Linked DNA regions of Oncorhynchus mykiss: region 2 is linked to region 1. A link is a contact called in public Hi-C data. All regions are on one chromosome and are shown on one strand. Each heading gives the region's core, a stretch centred on a gene start, on an enhancer-like site or on the middle of the called end of the contact. The rest is flanking DNA. Distances are from core to core; before and after follow the strand shown.

Region 1 (4,310 bases), core at 956-3,455:
GATTGCAACCAGATGAAGCTCTTCAAAGGTAAGTGATTTATTTTATTGCTATTTCTGACTTGCGTGACTCCTCTGCTTGGTTGGAAAATGTTTGTATGCTTGTGTGTGGGGCACTGTCAGATAATTGCATGTTTGCTTTCACCGTAAAGCCTTTTGAAATCTGACAAAGCGGCTGGATTAACAAGAAGTTAATCTTTCAACCGATGTATAACACTTGTATTTTCATTTGTTTATTATTACTATTTCTGTCATTTGAAATTGGCGCTCTGCAATTTCACCGGATGTTGTCGCGGTGGGTCGCTAGCGGCACACCTGCGCCAAACAGGTTAATGAAGGCGGTGACTGATGTGTCCTGAAACAGTCCTTGACTTAGCATCCACTTCATCGGATCACCTCCATATTGAGCACGTCACTGGTACTTCCTGTTTGAGTTTTGGCTTGTAAGCCGAGATCAGGATGATAGAGTTATGGTCAGATTTGGCAACGGGAGGGTGGGGAGACCTTTGTATGCGTTTGTGTGTGGAGTAAAGATGATCTAGAGTGTTTCACCTCTAGCTGCACAGTGACATGCTGGTAAAAATGAGGTAAGATGAATTTCAGTTTCCCTGCATTAAATTCACTAGCCACTAGAAGCGGCGCCTCTGGATGTGCACTCTCTCGTTTGCTTATGGCCCTATACAGCTCATTGAGTGCGGTCTTAGTGCCAGCATCGGTTTGTGATGGTAAATATACAGCTACTGTTGACACCCAGCAGAATCTGTTGTGGCAGAAAGCAATACCAGCCTAGAGAGAACTGAATAGAGAAACCAAAATAGTTTTGGTACATTCTGGAGGCACCCTATACTGTCCAAAATACACACAGCCTAGGCCTACATGCAATGTGAAATGCATACACGCTAAAGTCATTGAAGTAAAGACAGACTTACCTTTCCCCTTCCTCCTCGTCACTGTCATCTTCTTCCTCGTGCATCATATCCCTGAAGGAGGTCACTCTATTTTCACTCCTTTACACACACAAAAAACAATGAATGACAATAGGGTGAAACATTAATCATGTAACATGAAATGTTTCATAGAATAATAATTTAAAAAATGACAAAGGCAACACTGAAAGGATATGGGCATCCTGTTTTAATGGTACATAGAATGACAGTGTAACAATAGATTTACATAGGTCAGTTAGCTATGTACCTGCCAGGCCCTGTGGAACGAGGCACAGAGGATCCACCACTCTCTGGCTGAGGTAATGTCACTATGTCATCCTCAGCACCATCTTCAAAGAAACTGGCCAGGGCAAGCTAAGGAAAGAGACCAAGATTCCATGTCATTCAAACGTCAAGATCTCAATGTCTAGTCAGAGTCTAAAGCTGATTACTAGCTATCTAAAGTTGGCTAGTTAGAGCTTAATTGTGAACTTGCCGAATTAAGTAGTAACTACCTACTAGTAGTTAGCTGAGAGGGATGTTCTTATACATATTATACTTGCTAGCAATTAACGTTAGGATGGGAAACATCTGATACATTAGCCATCATCTCAGTGACTAGTTGGAATATGTTGTTAGGTAGTTGTGAGGTTGGCTTACTGCTGGACCATAATATATGCCAATCTGATAGTTAGCTAACGCGTTAGTTACAATAGTTAGCTAAATTAGCCCCCCTAGCTAATCTGCTAGCTAGCTTGTTAGCCAGATAACATTAGTTAGCTAGAACGCAGTGAGCCATTCATAAATGAAACGGATTTGTTAGCAAGTTAACATTAAACTCGCTACTAGGCAGTGGTAGTAAAACATTGGTATCTGTGTGAAACGGATTGGTAGATAACTAGATACCAGGGAATATGACCGCAATGGTCACTCGATCTATTGTTGTGAGAAAGAGTGACTTGCAGAAACTAGTACAGTAGCTAGCCTGCTAGTAAGTGTTAGCTAGCTAACTAGATACTGTCATTCATATGTTGTTGTGAGTGAACTTCAAATATCACATGTAGTACAACTGGTAGGTCGATGTGACCAGCATGTACCTGCAAATCCCAACCGGCAGACTCCAAGAAAAAACGGGCCCTCTCTTCATCAACATCAGTAACAGCAACGAACTCCCTCACCGAGGATTCTTGGTCCGCCATTTTGATATGCCCATTCAATGACTGTTCCGACTCCAGTTGAGGAATCACCTACCAACTTGGTTCCTATCTCAGCTAAATGCAGTAGGCTACAGGAGGGTAAGGCAAACAGGCCTACATGTGAACAATGTTTATGACGTGTTGTATTTTCCTGACAAAGTTAATACATTTTATTTGGAGGAATAATATTTCACATAGATTTGACATTTATATCTAAAATTGTATTATCTGTAGGCTATTACCATAGTTACTGCTTCCAGGCCTCACAAAGATGAGGTGAATAAAGCCTAGTAGAGGCTACTATTACCATAACAAATATAGCAGTATTTTCTGCCATAACAAAGGGGCAATCTGGGATTTGAATAATCAACAAAGCAGTCACTGCCGCTTGTTTTTCTAAACAGCTGAGGGGTTGGACTGGAGCACTAACTACTCTCAAATTCATTGACAGACCATGAATGGGATCAACATTTTAGTTTTAACCACGTTTTTTAAGTCTATATTGGTGTTTGTTTACAATCAAAGCAGGCTTATATTTTGGGTTCTGATGGGTATATCAGTTCTACTATTAAATACTTTTTTGGGCATTTATAAGTTATATTCTTCAAGAATTCCCCTGGACTATCTGATAAGATTTCTATTTGAATTGTTTCTTCGTCGCTAATAGAGCTCGCCAGTTTATAGTCCTAAAAAACAGAAATTAGTTACCTTTGTTTTGTTTAGTCATTCCTATGCGGAAAATGAATGGGGATAAACGGCGAAAATAAGGTCAGAGTTTAACACAGGCTTAGGAGATCTTATATGTTTTGTTTTATAAGATAATATCAGTCAGTTAGCATGACCTTTATGAATTATGAAGCCTTTTATGTGCTTTGTGTTTCATTTTATTACGGAAATGCATCAAAATTCACAAGTGACGTTAGCTGATGAAGATTCTCATAGATGAAACTGTATCGGATCTCCTAAGCCTGTTTTTACCACAGACCTTATTTTTAGCATTTATCCAAAAACTCTACAAAACTCCATTTACTTTCCCATAGGCTTTGTCCAAAGAACCATGGCAGAGTTAGTCCGTACAAAAATAAGCCTTCACTATTGCTCTCTATAAAGAGGGCATTTAAACACTAACCATCTAATATATGCACTGAGTATGCCAAACATTAGGAACGTCTTCCTAATATTGAGTTGCAACAGGACCTTGTGAAGATGCTAGAGGAAACAGGTACAAAATGATCTATATCCACAGTACAATGAGTCCTATATCAACATAACCTGAAAGGCCACTCAGCAAGGATGAAGCCACTGCTACAAAGCAGCCATAAAAAAAGCCAGACTACGGTTTGCAACTGCACATGGGGACAAAGATCGTACTTTTTGTAGAAATGTCCTCTGGTCTGATGAAACAAAAATAGAACTGTTTGGCCATAATGACCAACGTTATGTTTGGAGGAAAAATTAGGAGACTTGCAAGAAGAACACCATCCCAACCATGAAGCACGGGGGTGACAGCATCATGTTGTCGTTGTGCTTTGCTGCTGGAGGGACTGGTGCACTTCACGAAATAGATGGCAACACGAGGAAGGAAAATGATGTGGATATGTTGAAGCAACATCTCAAGACATCAGTCAGGAAGTTAAAGCTTGGTCGCGAATAGGTCTTCCAAATGGACAATGACCCCAAGCATACTTCTAAAGTTGTGGCAAAATGGCTAAAGGACAACAAAGTCAAGGTATTGGAGTGGCCATCACAAAGCCCTGACCTCAATCCTATAGAAAATTTGTGGGCAGAACTGAAAAAGCGTGTGCGAGCAAGGAGGCCTACAAACCTGACTCAGTTACACCAGTTCTGTCAGGAGGAATGGGCCAACATTCACTTGTGGAAGGCTACCTGAATCATTTAACCCAAGTTAAATTTAAAGGCATTGCTACCAAATACTAATTGAGTGTATGTAAACGTCTGACCCACTGGGAATGTGATGAAAGAAGTAAAAGCTGAAATAAATCATTCTCGCTACTATTATTCTGACATTTCACATTCTTAAAATAAAGTGGTGATCCTAACTGACCTAAGACAGGGAATTTTTACTCTGATTAAATGTCAGGAATTGTGAAAAACTGAGTTTTTAAATGTATTTTGCTAAGGTGTATGTAAACTTCCGACTTCAACTGTATGTGTTAATTAGTTTACGCAC
Region 2 (4,623 bases), core at 760-3,259, 220 kb after region 1:
CAGCTGAGGCAAGAGGAAGAGGAGGAGAGGAAGAGGACAAAAGGAGATGGCCTAATGGGTAAAATATAGACTCATGTAAAAAAATCTATAAGTGTGTTCTGTCCTCAAAGCAACAATGACGACATTCCCTCTGGTCACCATAAGATCCTCCAAACTCACATTGTTTACAAAAATAAAAGTTGATTGTATCAGTCATACCCTCTTTTAGCAAATTGCCACCGATGACCATACACACACCAAAAGGAAGAGACTTGGCATTTAAGTGGAACACTTATCTAAATTACCAAAAGGTTAAATCAGGATCACCACATTGTTTCTCCTGATGGCCCCCACACAGGGACCATGGGAACATATGGTTAAATCAATAGAGTACCAGTATACAACCAACCTCGAAGACTATGTTGACACCTTATATAAGTTGCTAGCAACATTATATCAGATAGCCATTATAATTGTGAGGTGAATAACGTGAGGTGAGTTTACTTAGCCATCTGACGTCACTTGTGTTACAACATTCAAAATCAAATGTGCGACCTGCAGATCACAACTCCTTGTCACCTATACACACGCTGTAGGCAAGTTGCTGAATGAGTCTGACTAACGTACCAGTTAGCTGCCAGCTAGATCATAACACCCCGGTTCAGTTATATTTTAAATAATGGGGGAAAAATACCATTACATTTGATAAAGGTCAAATGTGTCTATTAACTAGGAGAGTGACGTTAGAGGAGGGTACGAGCTATCGTCTCTCTTCTTCAATTTGGCCAAAATGATGCTTTGATTGAAGTCAATGATGAATATCGTATATGGCTTTCTGGTCGACCAATGAAAGAGGATAGAAATATTTCTTACACGATTAGCTACTACGTGAATTATACCTCATGGTTCTTTCTACACCTTAATAACGTCTGACTTGGTAATACTGTTACCAGAACGATAGCCGATTGCTTCCTCGCAGTCGCGAGTCACCCACCACAAAGGGAAGCGCAAGTAAAACACAGCGAGCTAGCAGCTGCTACAAGAGTACTAGAAAGGAGCCCCGCACCTCTTCAGTAGGTGCTGATTTTGAGCGCTACTCAGTGCCCAAGTTTAGCTGGCCAAAAGTGGTACAATGTAAACGACAACTTAAGATATACGGTAACATAACACTCCACGTAATATTGTTTAATTTGTTATCATCAATACATAAAGCTTAAGTCTACATTGTTCGCCGACCTTAGCTAGGAACGAATAGCGGCAACGCATCATCGTAGTTAACCCTCCTAGCTAGCGAGGTTGTATGAAAAGCGGAGTGACGAGTTTACCTGGTTTGAAATACGGTGGTCCCGTTGGCGTAAATGATTTCAATTACGAGAAACGGTGAGACAAATCGTTGGGCACTCTCACGTTCCCTCCTATGCCTCCAAATAAGCAGCCGGGAATAACCGCCTTGCCGTCTACTCTCCAAGCGGTCACACCACACCGCGAGGGAGCTCGACTCCTCTCACTATCCGACACAGAGTATCCTTCTCGGATGCCGGGGATGAAGTGCCGCTGGAACTCATTTAGCTAGATAAACATCGAAAATGCCCATTGCAGGAAAATATAAAGTAGCGCTGTTTTAAATATTACGACGTAGTTACACCTAATCCAAAACTGTGTAAACTCTGTGACTGTTTACTGATAATAATGCATACCCATCTCTTCCCTATAAAGACAATACACCCATCCTAGACTATAAACTGCCCTATCCAAAATGGCGCAATTGAAAGGGCGGAAGTGACATATGTTTGATTAGCATAAAAAGCTAATTGTGATATCAAAATGAGTCGAGATTTATAAAACTAAATTACTGTGTGGTAAACAAGTCTAACCTCTTACCGTGCAAGACAGGCCTCAGATTTTGGCCTCGGTCGTTCTTCAACGTCTGTCAAATTCTATGCCTGGGGGATTGGGGTAAACAAGCTCGATCTGCAATTACCAGATTGAACCAACAGGAGGCACCCTCTAGTTGAGCGTGAACGCATGCGTTAGGACTAGCTACAACGAGCGCCCTCCCCTGCAGAGGGTCGGATGTATACAGTGCCTCAGTACCAACACAGTGCCTTTGCACTTGCCCAATGTCAGAGTGCTATGAGAACAGTAGGTGGCGCTGTTCTATGCTGGCACTTAACTCACCGGGACTACTTTCCTCAGAGATTGGGCAGCTACCAAGCCTGAGAGCATATTATTCTCTGTCCATTTTAGCATGGGCCCCTTGGAGAGATTGGGGTGGGGGTGGATGGAGACCTCATCATGTCAATACTGGATTTCAATTGATGGGTGATAGCATGACATGGATAGTATAACATGGCCTCCTTGGAGGTCTCTCAGCTTTTTGCTGTGCATGGCTTGTCTTCCAAGTAGAGGTATTCTCGGATCCGGACCCGAACAGACCTGAGGACAATCAGACCCGGACGGACCCGATCATTATTTAAAAGGGGGACCTAGATCCGTACCCAAACGGGTCTGGGTCTAGATCAGACCCATTGGGGCAGCACGTAGCCCAGTGGTTAGAGCATTGGACTAGTAACCAAAAGGTTGCAAGATTGAATCCCCAAGCTGACAAGGTCCAAATCTGTTGTTCTGTCCCTGAACAAGGCAGTTAACCCACTGGGACATTGAAAATAAGAATTTGTTCTTAACTGACTTGTCTAGTTAAATAAAGGTAAAATAAATACAAATTGGACCTGAGTGACAAAAAAAATAATAATTATCAGCCAAGTTGCTCTTCTGGTTAATGAATAGGTCTTTATATGCTGGCTAGGCCTTCAATATGTCAATAAATTCACCTGATTAGCGTAAAATAAATATGCTACAAGCCAGTAGTCACCAACCTTTTCTAAATCAAGCTTTTATCCAAAGCTAGACCACCTTGAGTCAAAATGCAAGTCGAGACCTACCGCTCAGATTTGTTTTACAAACGTACAAACGTAAGCCTATGCAATATTAACCAATTAAAAACAGTCACGTAGCAATGAGGTTTGTGCAGTAGGCTATAGGCCCAATACATAATCAATGAATATTGGCTAAGCTTAAATTGCCCTTCCTTTTCAGACCATTTTGCAATTATATTTCTGGACTGATTGCCTGCATCTGATGGTCAGTCTGAGGGAAGGGAGGGAACAGCGGTGAGGCTGCCTCTCACCCGAATCACCGACACTGTCCCTTCGCTGTATTTGTCGAGTCTCTCTCTCTAGTCATTGTTTTAAAAGCTTTGAAATCTCACATCAACTTTGCTGTGCATTCGAGGCTTCATTTTACAGTCTTTGGAGCAAACTGTGTAGATACAGTGATCTGAGCTATGTTATTGGCCAGTGGTAGGCCTATTACTGCACTTGATTTGCTCTTTGCTGGGTAGGCGAAGTTCTACCTTCAGACACATGAAATGGTTCAAAATGGGAACACTTTGCCTTCCTGGCACTTGGGCTGCTGAATCAAGACTACCAACTGCCAACAGTGCAACAAAAAAAAAACAATAACAAGTAGGAACCAAGGCTTTACCGTTGGGGTTTTTAAAGAAATGTTTTGTGATTGACTAGGAATTCCATGGAGATCGGTTGGTGATCACCACTCTAGCCGTAGTCGGGTCTATCAGCTGTAATAACATATATTACCTTCAGAAAGTTCACACCCCTTTACTTTCCCCCACACTTTGTTGTGTTACAACCTGAATTTAAAATGTATTCAATTCAGATTTTGTGTCACTGGCCTACACACAATACCCCATAATATCAAAGTGGAATTACATTGACTTCAGAAAGTATTCATACCCTTTGACCATAGGAAGTAGTTTGAGGGTGGGGGTGCTGTTATATTTTTCCGGGGGGGTGCTAAGATTTATTTGTCAACTGCGCCACAGATGGCTATCTCGGTCTGCTAATAAAGGACTAGTAAAGGGTCAGTGCACTACTTTGGTGATTATTATTTTATGCTTAAATATATACAGTACCAGTCAAAAGTTTGGACACACCTACTCATTCAAGGGTTATTCTTTATTTTTACTATTTTCATTTCATTTACATTGTAGAATAATAGCGAAGACATCAAAAGTATGAAATAACATATGGAATCATGTAGTAACCAAAGAAGTGTAAAACAAATCAAAATATATTTTATATTTGAGATTCTTCAAAGTAGCCACCACTTGCCTTGATGACAGCTTTGTACAGGCTTGGCATTCTCTCAACCAGCTTCATGAGGTAGTCACCTGGAATAAATTTAAATTAACAGGTGTGCCTTGTTAAACGTTAATTTGTGGAATTTCTTTCTTTTTGAGACAATCAGTTGTGTTGTGACAAGGTAGGGTTGTTATACAGAAGAAAGCCCTATTTGGTAAAAGACCAAGTCCACCAGAGATTTTTGGTTCCAACCGCCTTGTCTTTGTGATACGCAGAGTGTGTGAATGGATGACCTCCGCATGTGTGGTTCCCACCGTGAAGCATGGAGGAGGTGGGATGGTGTGGGGGTGCTTTGTAGGTGTCACTGTCAGTGATTAATTTAGAATTCAAGGCACACTTAACCAGAATGGCTACCACAGCATTCTGCAGCGATATGCCATCCAATCTTGCGCTTAATGGGACTATCATTTGTTTTTCAACAGGA

The links. A called contact is a pair of places that touch in the nucleus more often than the background predicts.
Region 2: a Hi-C map of liver shows a contact between it and region 1, with 2.1 times the contacts expected there. The contact joins the promoter of adnpb here to the promoter of LOC110532253 in region 1. A contact is called at or near these places in 2 of 3 Hi-C or Micro-C datasets (blood and liver).

What each region holds. Positions count from the first base shown.
Region 1 is chr9:48,298,118-48,302,427 of USDA_OmykA_1.1, forward strand. LOC110532253 (NSFL1 cofactor p47) reads right to left here and starts at 2,206. Exons shown (of 9, transcript XM_021615982.2): 1 at 2,021-2,206; 2 at 1,192-1,298; 3 at 927-1,004. The coding sequence starts at 2,122.
Region 2 is chr9:48,517,141-48,521,763 of USDA_OmykA_1.1, forward strand. It overlaps adnpb (activity-dependent neuroprotector homeobox b), which reads right to left and starts at 2,010. Exons shown (of 4, transcript XM_021615997.2): 1 at 1,861-2,010.